2 separate regions of the Ovis aries genome follow, and region 1 is linked to region 2. Evidence: chromatin contacts called from public Hi-C data. All regions are on one chromosome and are shown on one strand. Each heading gives the region's core, a stretch centred on a gene start, on an enhancer-like site or on the middle of the called end of the contact. The rest is flanking DNA. Distances are from core to core; before and after follow the strand shown.

Region 1 (4,635 bases), core at 630-3,129, 41 kb before region 2:
GAGTTCCGAGCACAATCACCAGTGACCTGGGGCAGCTGGACAGTGCCCGAGGCAGAGAGACCACTGTGGACAAGGGTCCTCTGTTGTCAAGACTATTTCCAGCGGCAGGAGCTGGACTCCATCTCCCAAGCCTCAAAGTAGCCAGGGCACATGACTCCTGGGACTCTGACATGACTGCCACCCGTGTCTTTCTCCCTCCCACCCGCCCACTCATATATCAGAGGGGGCAACACCAGCCGTGTGTTGAGATGGCTCGTGATGGCTTCCAGACAGCCGTTAACGTGTCAGGAATTTTATGAGCCACTATTAGAAATCAATCTTGTAGAGACATCTCTGGTGATCCCTTGGGTAAGACTCCTTGCTCCCAATGCCAGGGGCCTGGGGTTCAACCCCAGTTCAGGGAACTAGATCTCACATGCAGCAACTAAAGATCCTGCACGCAAGCCTCCAGGAAGATCAGAGATCCTGGGTGCTGCAACTAAGACCCAGTGCAGCCAATAAATAATTTTTAAAAATTAAATAAATATTTTCTAAAAAAGAAATCAGTCCTATAAAATTACAGTGAATAAGTGATCGTCAAAACAAAGGTAACAAATTCTCAGATTCAGCCTTTCCTAATTACTGTCTTAAATTTCGATGGACCCTTGAAGTTTCAACATCCATATTCCTTGTTTCACGTTTGCCTCTTATTAACATAAACAAAGATACCAACAGACACTCACATCATCAGTTGTAAGAAGTAGCAAGTTGTCCAGAAACCACCATGGTATGGAATTTACAGTAGAGTATTGTGTGTTGAAGTCTGATTTGTAAGCTGTCTGCTTTGTTGTTGTCGTTGTTTAGTTGCTAAGTCATGTCCAACTCTTCTTCGACCCCAAGGACTATTCGCTCACCAGGCTCCTCTGTCCATGGGATTCTCCAGGCAAGAATACTGGAGTGGGTTGCCATGCCCTCCTCCAAGGGATCGTCCCAGCCCAGGGATCGAACCTGAGTCTCCTGCACTGGCAGGTGGATTCGTTACCACTGAGCCACCAGAGAAGCCCCAAAGTATCTGCTACGTATCATTTATAATCAGTAAAATTTATCGTAAACATACATATTTATATACAGACCTACTTTTTTCCCTTGAGAGCTGGCTGTTAATGTTTACCAGCATACCACAGTCCAGACAGCACCTGTGCTTGGGATTCTGGAAGAGCGCGTTCAAACTCTGGCTCTGTTAGTACTCGTATGACCCTAGAGACCTCATCCCCCCTTTTTTGAACTTCAGTTTTTCTCTTCTTTAATATGGAAGCTATTATAACTGAGGTCGATGTTTTGCTGGAGCTAATGTCATATATGGATGTGAGAGTTAGACCATAAAGAAGGCCAAGTGCTGAAGAATTGATGCTTTCGAACGGTGGTACTGGAGATGACTGTTGAGATTCCCTTGGACTGCAAGGAGATCAAACCAGTCAATTCTAAAGAAAATCAGCCCTGTATAGTCATCAGAAGGACTGATGCTGAAGCTGAAGCTCCAATACTTCGGCCACCTGATGTAAAGAGCTGACTCATTGGAAAAGACCCTGATGTTGGGAAAGATTCAGGGCAGGAGGCGAAGGGATGAGATACTTGGATGGCATCATCGACTCAGTAGACATGAATTTGAGCAAACTCAGGGAGATGGTGAAGGATGGGAAAGCCTGATGTGCTGCAGTCCGTGGGGTCACAAAAAGTCACGAGCAACTGAACAACAACAACAACGTTGAATACGAAGTGGGTATGTATGTATCCCATGCGGACTTGGCATGTATCGCGGCACCCTCCACGGTATGGCTATTTCGACTTGCTGGAGACAAGCCTGCTCTCCTTGCCTTTTCAACCCTCTGAGGTCCAGACCACAATGACGTGGCCCTTCCCCCTCCTCCCCACAACCTTCCTTCCTCCAGCCCCACCCTTCAGCAGTCAACACAGGGACAAATCCTTCAGCAGAATTTACTGTGACTCCTCGGACCTGGGGAGGGAGGCAAGGGAAAACCTTCCTTGTAACCCATTCTGGTCCCTGCTGCCTGAGAAGAGGAGGGTCCCCGTGAGCTTCTCCAGGGCAAAGACTGGTTCCTGGTTTACTGCAGGCCAGGCATCAGGCTGATGTATTGGTCTGCTAGGACTGTTGTAACTCATGACCACAAGCTGGGTGGGTTCAAACCACAGAAATGTGTTCTCTCACAGCTCTGGGGCCTAGAAGTCTGAAATCAAGGTGTGTGTGTGGAGTGGGGAGGGGTTCTTTCTGATGGTTCTCAGGGAGATCCGTTCAAGACTTCCTCCTCCTTTCTAGTGGTTCCCAGCAATCCTTGATGTGATAAATTAAATTGTAACCCCTGCTCCTCCAAATTCTTAAGTTGAAGTTCTAACCCTCCAGCACCTCTGAATGCGACCTTATTTGGATATGAGGTTGTTGCCTATATAGTCATTTCAGTTAAGATGAGGTCATCGTGAAGTCTGGTCAGCCCTTAGTATGACCAGATGTCCTTAGGAAAAAGGGAACCAGCACACAGATGCACACACAGTGTGAACGTCATGTGAAGATGAGATTCAGGTGATGCTTCTACAAAAGGAGAGAGACAGAGGTTGCCAGCAAACCACCAAAAACTCAAGAAGGCCCCAAAAGACTCAGAGCCTTCAGAGTCACAGTTCAGTCGCTCAGTCATGTCTGACTCTGCGACCCCATGGACCCAGCATGACAGGCTTCCCTGTCCATCACCAACTCCCGGAGTTTGCTCAGATTCATGTCCATCCAGTTGGATGGTGATGCCATCCAACTGTCTCATTCTCTGGCGCCCTGTACTCCTGCCTTCAGTATTTCCCAGCATCAGGGTCTTTTCCAATGAGTCAGTTTTTCACATCAGAGGTGGCCAAAGTATTGGAGTTTCAGCTTCAGCATCAGCCCTTCCAGTGAATATTCAGGACTGATTTCCTTTAGGATGGACTGGTTGAATCTCCTTGCAGTCCAAGGGACTCTCAAGAGTCTTCTCCAACACCACAGTTCACAGTTCAGTCGCAACCTGTCCAAAACCTTGACCTCAGCCTTCCACCTCAAGACCTATGGGGCAGCAACTTTCTCTTGATTTTAGCCAAAAGTTTGCGGTAAGCTATACAGAAGTCCTGGAAAATGAATACACTTGGCTGACAGACACATCCCTCCAATCTCTACCTTTGTCTTCACATCACCTTCTCCTTTCCGTCTCCTATTTACTAATCTCCCTCAGCCTTACTCTTTTTTTTTTTTTTTAATTTGGTCACTCATTGTTTTTAAAAATTTATTACTGGAATATAGTTGCTTTACAATGTTTTGTCAGTTTCTGGTCTACAGCAACGTGAATCAGCTGTATGAATGCATATATCCCCTCCCTCTTGAGCCCGCCTCCACCACCGCCCCCATCCCACCCCTCTAAGGCATCACAGAGCCCCAGGCAGAGCTCCCTGGGTTGTACAGCAGCTTCCCTCTCGCTCCCTGCTTTAAACATGGTAGTGCATATATGTTGATACCACTCTCTCAACTCATCCCACCCTCTCCTTCCCTGCTGTGTCCGCTTGTCTGTTCCCTACCTCGGCGTCTCATTTCCTGCCCTGCATAAGGTCCATATGTATTTCTAGAGCCCATATATTACACATTAATATACGATAATTCTTTTTATTAGAGTATAACTCCTTTACGATGTTGTGTTAGTTTCTGCTGTACAACAGCGTGAATCAGCGCTATGAATACATATATCCCCTCCCTCTTGAGCCTCCCTCCACCACCACCCCTATCCCACCCCTCTAGGCCATCACGGAGCCCCAGGCTGAGCCCCTGTGCTATTACAGCAGCTTCCCTCTAGCCATCCATTGCACACGAGGTAGTGTCTATATCTCCACGCTACTCTCCCAGTTCGTCCCACCCTCTGCTCCCCCCATGTCCCTATGTCCTTTCTTTATGTCTACGTCTCTATTCCTGCCTTGGAAATAAATTCGTCTGCGCCATTTTTCTAGATTTCATATACATGCCTTAACGTATGTGCCTCACTCTGGAAAGGATTCCAGCATTGGATTTAGGTAGGGGTGATCTCACATAAAAATCCTTAACCTCATCACACCCACAAAGACTTTTCCCACCTGAGATCACACTCAGAGGTTCAGGGGGTGAGGACTCTGGGGCGGGGGTGGGCACCAGTCACCCCAGGATACGTAGGGACTCGACCCTCTCATGAAACTGCGCTCCAAAATGATGTCTGAGGCGGAAACTGAGGCTATGAGCGAACAAATCACTTTTCCAAGCCCACACGCTTCGGTCGGATGTGGGCTTAGAATACAGGTTCCTCCAGGACGCTGCAAGTCCTGAAGCCGGTTCGCCTAGAGCCCGCGCTCCGCAACAAGAGACGCCCCGCAGTGAGAAGCCCGGGACCCCAACTAACGCACGGCCGCCGCTCCAACGAGAGAAAAGCCCACGCACAGCAACAAAGACCCCGTTCAACCAGAAACTAATTCATTAATTTAAAATAAAGATCTTCCTTCCCTTTTTAATTGTTATTATTTTTTTTCTTAAAAAGACGGACTTCCCTGGTGGTCTAGTGGTTGAGTCTGCCTGCCAATGCACGAGACACAGGTTCGATTCCCGAT
Region 2 (4,604 bases), core at 1,072-3,571:
GCCCGGGGCTGAGTCTGTGCACCTGAGAACCTCCGCCTCGGTCCAGGGCTCCAGCGGTCTCGCTCCCGCCGTCTCCCGCTCCAGCTCCATCTTCCCGGTCCTCTCTCCCGGTCCGGCCTGCTCGCCCTCGGCCTCACCTGGTCCCCATCTCCTGCAGGCTCCGTGTGCTCCTCCCCGGCTCTGCGCTGCCCAGCCGCGCCTCCCCCCGCGCGCGGCCGTCCCCGGCTCGCAGGGGCCTTTCTCAGGCCGTGTCTCTCCGCCCTCCCCCGCCTTGCTCTCTCTCCTCTCCTCCTTTCTGCTTCTTTCCCTTTCCCTCCGGCCTTGCCCCCTCCCCTGCTCCGCCCCCCTCCCTCTGTCTTTGTCCCTTTCCTCCCTTCTCTCCCTCGATTTCCCCGTCTCACTCTCCCCCCCCCCCCCCCCCCCCCCCCACAACCCTCTTCCCCCTGCCTGCCTCCCTCCCTCGTCTCTCCATCTCCCGGCCTCCTTCTCCCCCTCCGTCTCCCTCCTTGCCTCTCTCTCTCTCTTTCTCCTTCTCTCCCTCCCGGGTCTCTCGCCTCCCTCCACCCCCCCTTCTCCTTCCTTCTCTCCCTCCCCCTCGCCGCAGCTCGGAGCCAGGTCTGGAGCTGGGGGTGGGGTGGGGGTGGTTCGCGCAGGGGCCCAGGGCCGGGGTAGCGACCTGCTGGGGAGGCGGGGAGGCGCGGAGGGGCGGGGGAGGCCGGGGGGAAGGGCGGAGGGGGGAGCCCAGGGACGGGTCCGCGGACCCCGCTCGCATCCCGCTTCCCTCCTTCCCGGCCTCCCCGACCCTCCGGCAGGGGCGCGAGCCGGGCCAAGGTGGGGAGGAAGGGGAAGGGAGGAGGCGGCCCCCGCCCCCCCGACCCCCCCAACCTGGCCCGAAGCCCAGGCCCGGGCTCCCAGCATGCCCCGGGGCTGCCGGGGGCCTGGGGAGGGGGTGCGAGCCGAGGGAAGCCGAGCGTCCTCAGGGTTCGCGGGGCCGCAGCATCGCCCTGCGGCTCCGGCACGTCTCTCCTAGGGAAACTGAGGCCCGCAGAGAGCGGAGGGCGGGGGGCGGGGGTCAGGACCCGATCGAGGTCACCGCACCGGGCCTCGGCGGAAACGCGGACTCCCCGGGCCCGCAGGCCCGACCCGGGGAAAGGGTTGGCGCAGGACTTCGCCCAGGTCTGGGCCCCCCTCCCCCTCCCCGCAGACCCTGGGGAGCCCCCAAGGGTCAGAGAGCAGACCCAAACAGTCTGGCACCATGGCAACCAGTGGCCCCGCCCCCTTAACCCCCAGAGGGCTGGACTCCAGCTGGGGCCAAAGAGGAGGAGGTGGGGACACCTGGGTTAGGGGGAGAAAGGGTCTGGGGGCCCGAACTCTGGGATTTCATGGAGAATCAGGGGGCTGGAATGTGGACCCGCCCCCCCCCCTTCCTCCCTTCCAAGGGCTGAGGGAAGAAGAGGCTGGAGGCTCCAGGGTCCAGGGCTAAAAAATGGGGGCTGGGGTTCGGACGCTGGAATTCTGCGGGAGGGGCCGGGTCGCGGACGCCCAGGTCTGAGGGAGGAGGGGGCCGGGGACTGGAATCCCGGTCCCCGAGGGAGCCTGGACGCTGGGCCTCTCCTGCGCCAGACATCCCCTGCCCCCGCCGCTGACCCTGGCCTGTCTGGCAGCCCAGACAACCTCCCCCTCCTCGGCAGCCCCCTCCCACTGGCTCGGCTCACCCTTGACCCCTCAGAGCCCCGCAGCCCCTTCCCTGCCCCTCCCCCGCCCCTCCAGCCAGACGTTAACCCTTCCGCGGCCAGAGGCACCTCCAGAGCCAGCCTCTCCCTTGAGCTCCCCTGAGGGCGCGGGAGGGCACCCCTCCCGAGTCTCCTCCGGCTCCGAGCCTCTCTAGCTATCCCAGCCCCATCTCTCCCCTCCCAGTGGAATCTAGGAGGTGCTCCTGGCCCACTCCTCCTCCTGAACCCCGGAATCCAGGCCCCCCAGTTCCCACCTACAAGGATTCGGGACTCTGGGTCCCCAGCCCCCGCCTCCTCCTCCAGGAACCCAGAAATCCAAGGACCCTGGAGTCCGGGCCCCGGGTCCCACGCCCCTGCCTCTCCGTAGACTCACGGCTCCACCGCTCCCGCGTCGGGGGAAGGGTCTCGGCGGGCAACCCCCCGGGGCCGGGCCGAGCCGGGCCCCGCTGCCGCCGCCGCCACCGCCGCCAGCTCTCCATCCTCTCCCCGCCTCCGCCGCCCGACGGCCTCTCCCCTTCCTCCCGGCGTCCCAGCCATCCTCCTTCCCTCCTCCCCGACTCCCTCCGGCCTGGGCCTCCTCCCGGTTCTGCGGGCCCGGCTCCCCCGCCCGGGACCCCGGCGGATCAGCCCCCTCCCCAGGGGGGCCCCCGCCCCGGCCCCTCCCCACCGCCCGGCCCAGTCCGGCCTGGCTTCCACCACCGCCACCGCCCCCCCCCCCCCGCCCCGCCCCTGCCCCGGAGCTGGCCCCGGTCCAGGGGAAAAAATTCCATCCAGCCCCGGGGAGGAGGGAGCGGGGCGGGGGAGGGAGCGGGGCGGAGAGGCCGGGCCGGGGAGCGTGACGCAGGGAGGAGGGAAGGGACAAAAGGGGCCGGGAGGCGGTAGGGTGAGCCGGCGGCGCTCCCGCTCCTCCCTCCCTCCTCCCTCGGCCGGGGCCGGTTCTCTACTCTCTGCTTTCTTTCGTCCCCTCCACCTCTCCTCCCTTTCCTTCACTCTGCCTGCCTCCTCCTGGCCCTGTGCTCCCCCCCCCCCCCCCCCCGCCCCCGTGTCTCCGTCTCCGCGTCTCTCTTTCTCCTTACATCACGCCCCCCGCGCCCCTCCATCAGGGTCTTCTCCTCTCCTCGCTCTGTCTCCCCCTTTCTGCTCTCCCAGCCTCCTTCCCCTCCCTCCGCTTCGGTTTCTCCACCCACCCACCCACTGGGGGACGGAAAGGTGAATCAGACCCAGATCTGCCCTTGCAGTCCGAGCTCACAAGTCTGATGGAGGAGACAGACCCAGACGCAGACAGTTCCAATCCTGGGCGATCGGGGTATGACGAAGGGAGGATCCAGCGGCTTGTGGGAGCCCCGGGGTATGGGGCAGGAATCCTTTCAGCTGGCGATAGCCGAAAGGGCCTCCAGACAAGGCGGTGGTTGTGACCTCCAAGAACTAGGAGAAGTTAGATCTGAATTGTGTGTGTGAGAGAGAGAGAGAGACAGAGAGAGAGAGAGAGGCGTCCGTACGGGCATTGCAGGCGGAGGGCACAGCTGAAGCAGAGGCCCAGAGGAAACCAGGGGGGCGATTCTGGGAGAAGGGCGGGCGGTCAAGTCTGATGGGAACTCAGGAGCCTGCAAGAGGAGGCTGAGGTGGTGGGCGGGGCCAGGTGCCCAGCGCTTGGCTGGCCGGGGCGGGGAACTTTCCCATGTGGGTGTCTGGGAGCAAAGGGAGGGGCAGGGTCAGATTTGGGGTGTCAAAGTGATCCCTCTGGGGCCTGTGGGGGATGAGTTGGGGGGAAGAGACTGCTGGAGGATGGGGAGATGGTTGCCTGATCCGAGGCGGGGACCCTGGGGACCCAGAGGAGGGGGTGGGACAGAGAATGTGAGGAGGGTGATGAGGATGGAAGAGGTCAGGAAGATAAAACAACCAGGAGTGTGGCCCTGAGACTGCGGGGGCCAGGAGTTGTTCTGGATGGGGAACCAGAGGGAGAAGGGGGTGCAGAAGAGGGCAGGCACTGTGTGCCGATTGGGACCTAGTGGACATTAGGGCCCAGAGGACATATTGAGGACACACTGAGGGAGTGGTGAGTGTAGGGTCCTGGGGTTCCAACAGTGAAAAATGCCGTCTCCTCCTGCCCTGTCCCTGGCCATCCACTCCTCTCTGGGGACAGCTCATGCTTACCAGTTTCTTATGAATCTTTCCAGAAGAATTATATCCTTTTGTACTTGTTTATTGGGCTTCCCTTATGGCTCAGCTTAAAGAATTTGCCTGCAATGCGGGAGACCTGGGTTCGATCCCTGGGTTAAGAAGATCCCCTGGAGAAGGGAAAGGGTACCCACTCCAGTATTCTGGCCTAGAGAATTCCATGGACTGTATAGGCCATAGGGTTGCAAAGAGTCCTACAGGACTGAGCGACCTTCACTTTCACGCATGTATTATACTAACCCCCTCTTTTTTGTCCCCAGGTGGGATCATATTATTCTATGCTTTTTTTTTTTTAACACTGTATCCTGTATTATTCATCCATGTGTGTGTGCTAAGTCGCTTCAGTCGTGTCCAGCTCTTTGTGACCCCATGGATTGTAGCCCAACAGGCTCCTCTGTCCATGGGATTCTCCAGGCAAGAATACTGGAGTGGTTGGCCATGCCCTCCTCCAAGGGATCTTCCTGACCCAGGGATCAAACCAGCGTCTCTTATGTCTCTTTCATTGGCAGGCGGGTTCTTTACCACTAGTGTCACTTGGGAAACCTTATTCATCCATTTTTGTTATCAACTAGGAGGGGTTTTTCACATAAAGAAACTAATGATTATGAATATGCAAATTACTGTTTTTTTAAAAACTATAATTTCTTCCAATGCTCTGAAGCCTCTTGACCCAGATATTTGATAAATACTTCT

Evidence for each region. Hi-C and Micro-C count contacts between places; a contact is called where the count stands out from the background.
Region 1: a contact with region 2 is called in a Hi-C map of blood, with 1.9 times the contacts expected there. The contact joins the enhancer-like site here to the promoter of SPACA6 in region 2. A contact is called at or near these places in 4 of 16 Hi-C or Micro-C datasets (blood and tail adipose tissue).

What each region holds. Positions count from the first base shown.
Region 1 is chr14:57,804,790-57,809,424 of ARS-UI_Ramb_v3.0, reverse strand. LOC101103089 (zinc finger protein 84) reads left to right here. Exons shown (of 6, transcript XM_060398824.1): 6 at 1-4,539. Among named protein-coding and RNA genes, the nearest start is that of HAS1, 13 kb to the right of the region's middle. Within about 2 kb of position 1,879, at least 2 of the 54 cell types and tissues checked have an H3K27ac peak or open chromatin away from gene starts, as enhancers often do.
Region 2 is chr14:57,764,567-57,769,170 of ARS-UI_Ramb_v3.0, reverse strand. It overlaps SPACA6 (sperm acrosome associated 6), which reads right to left and starts at 2,321. Exons shown (of 10, transcript XM_015100074.4): 1 at 1-2,321.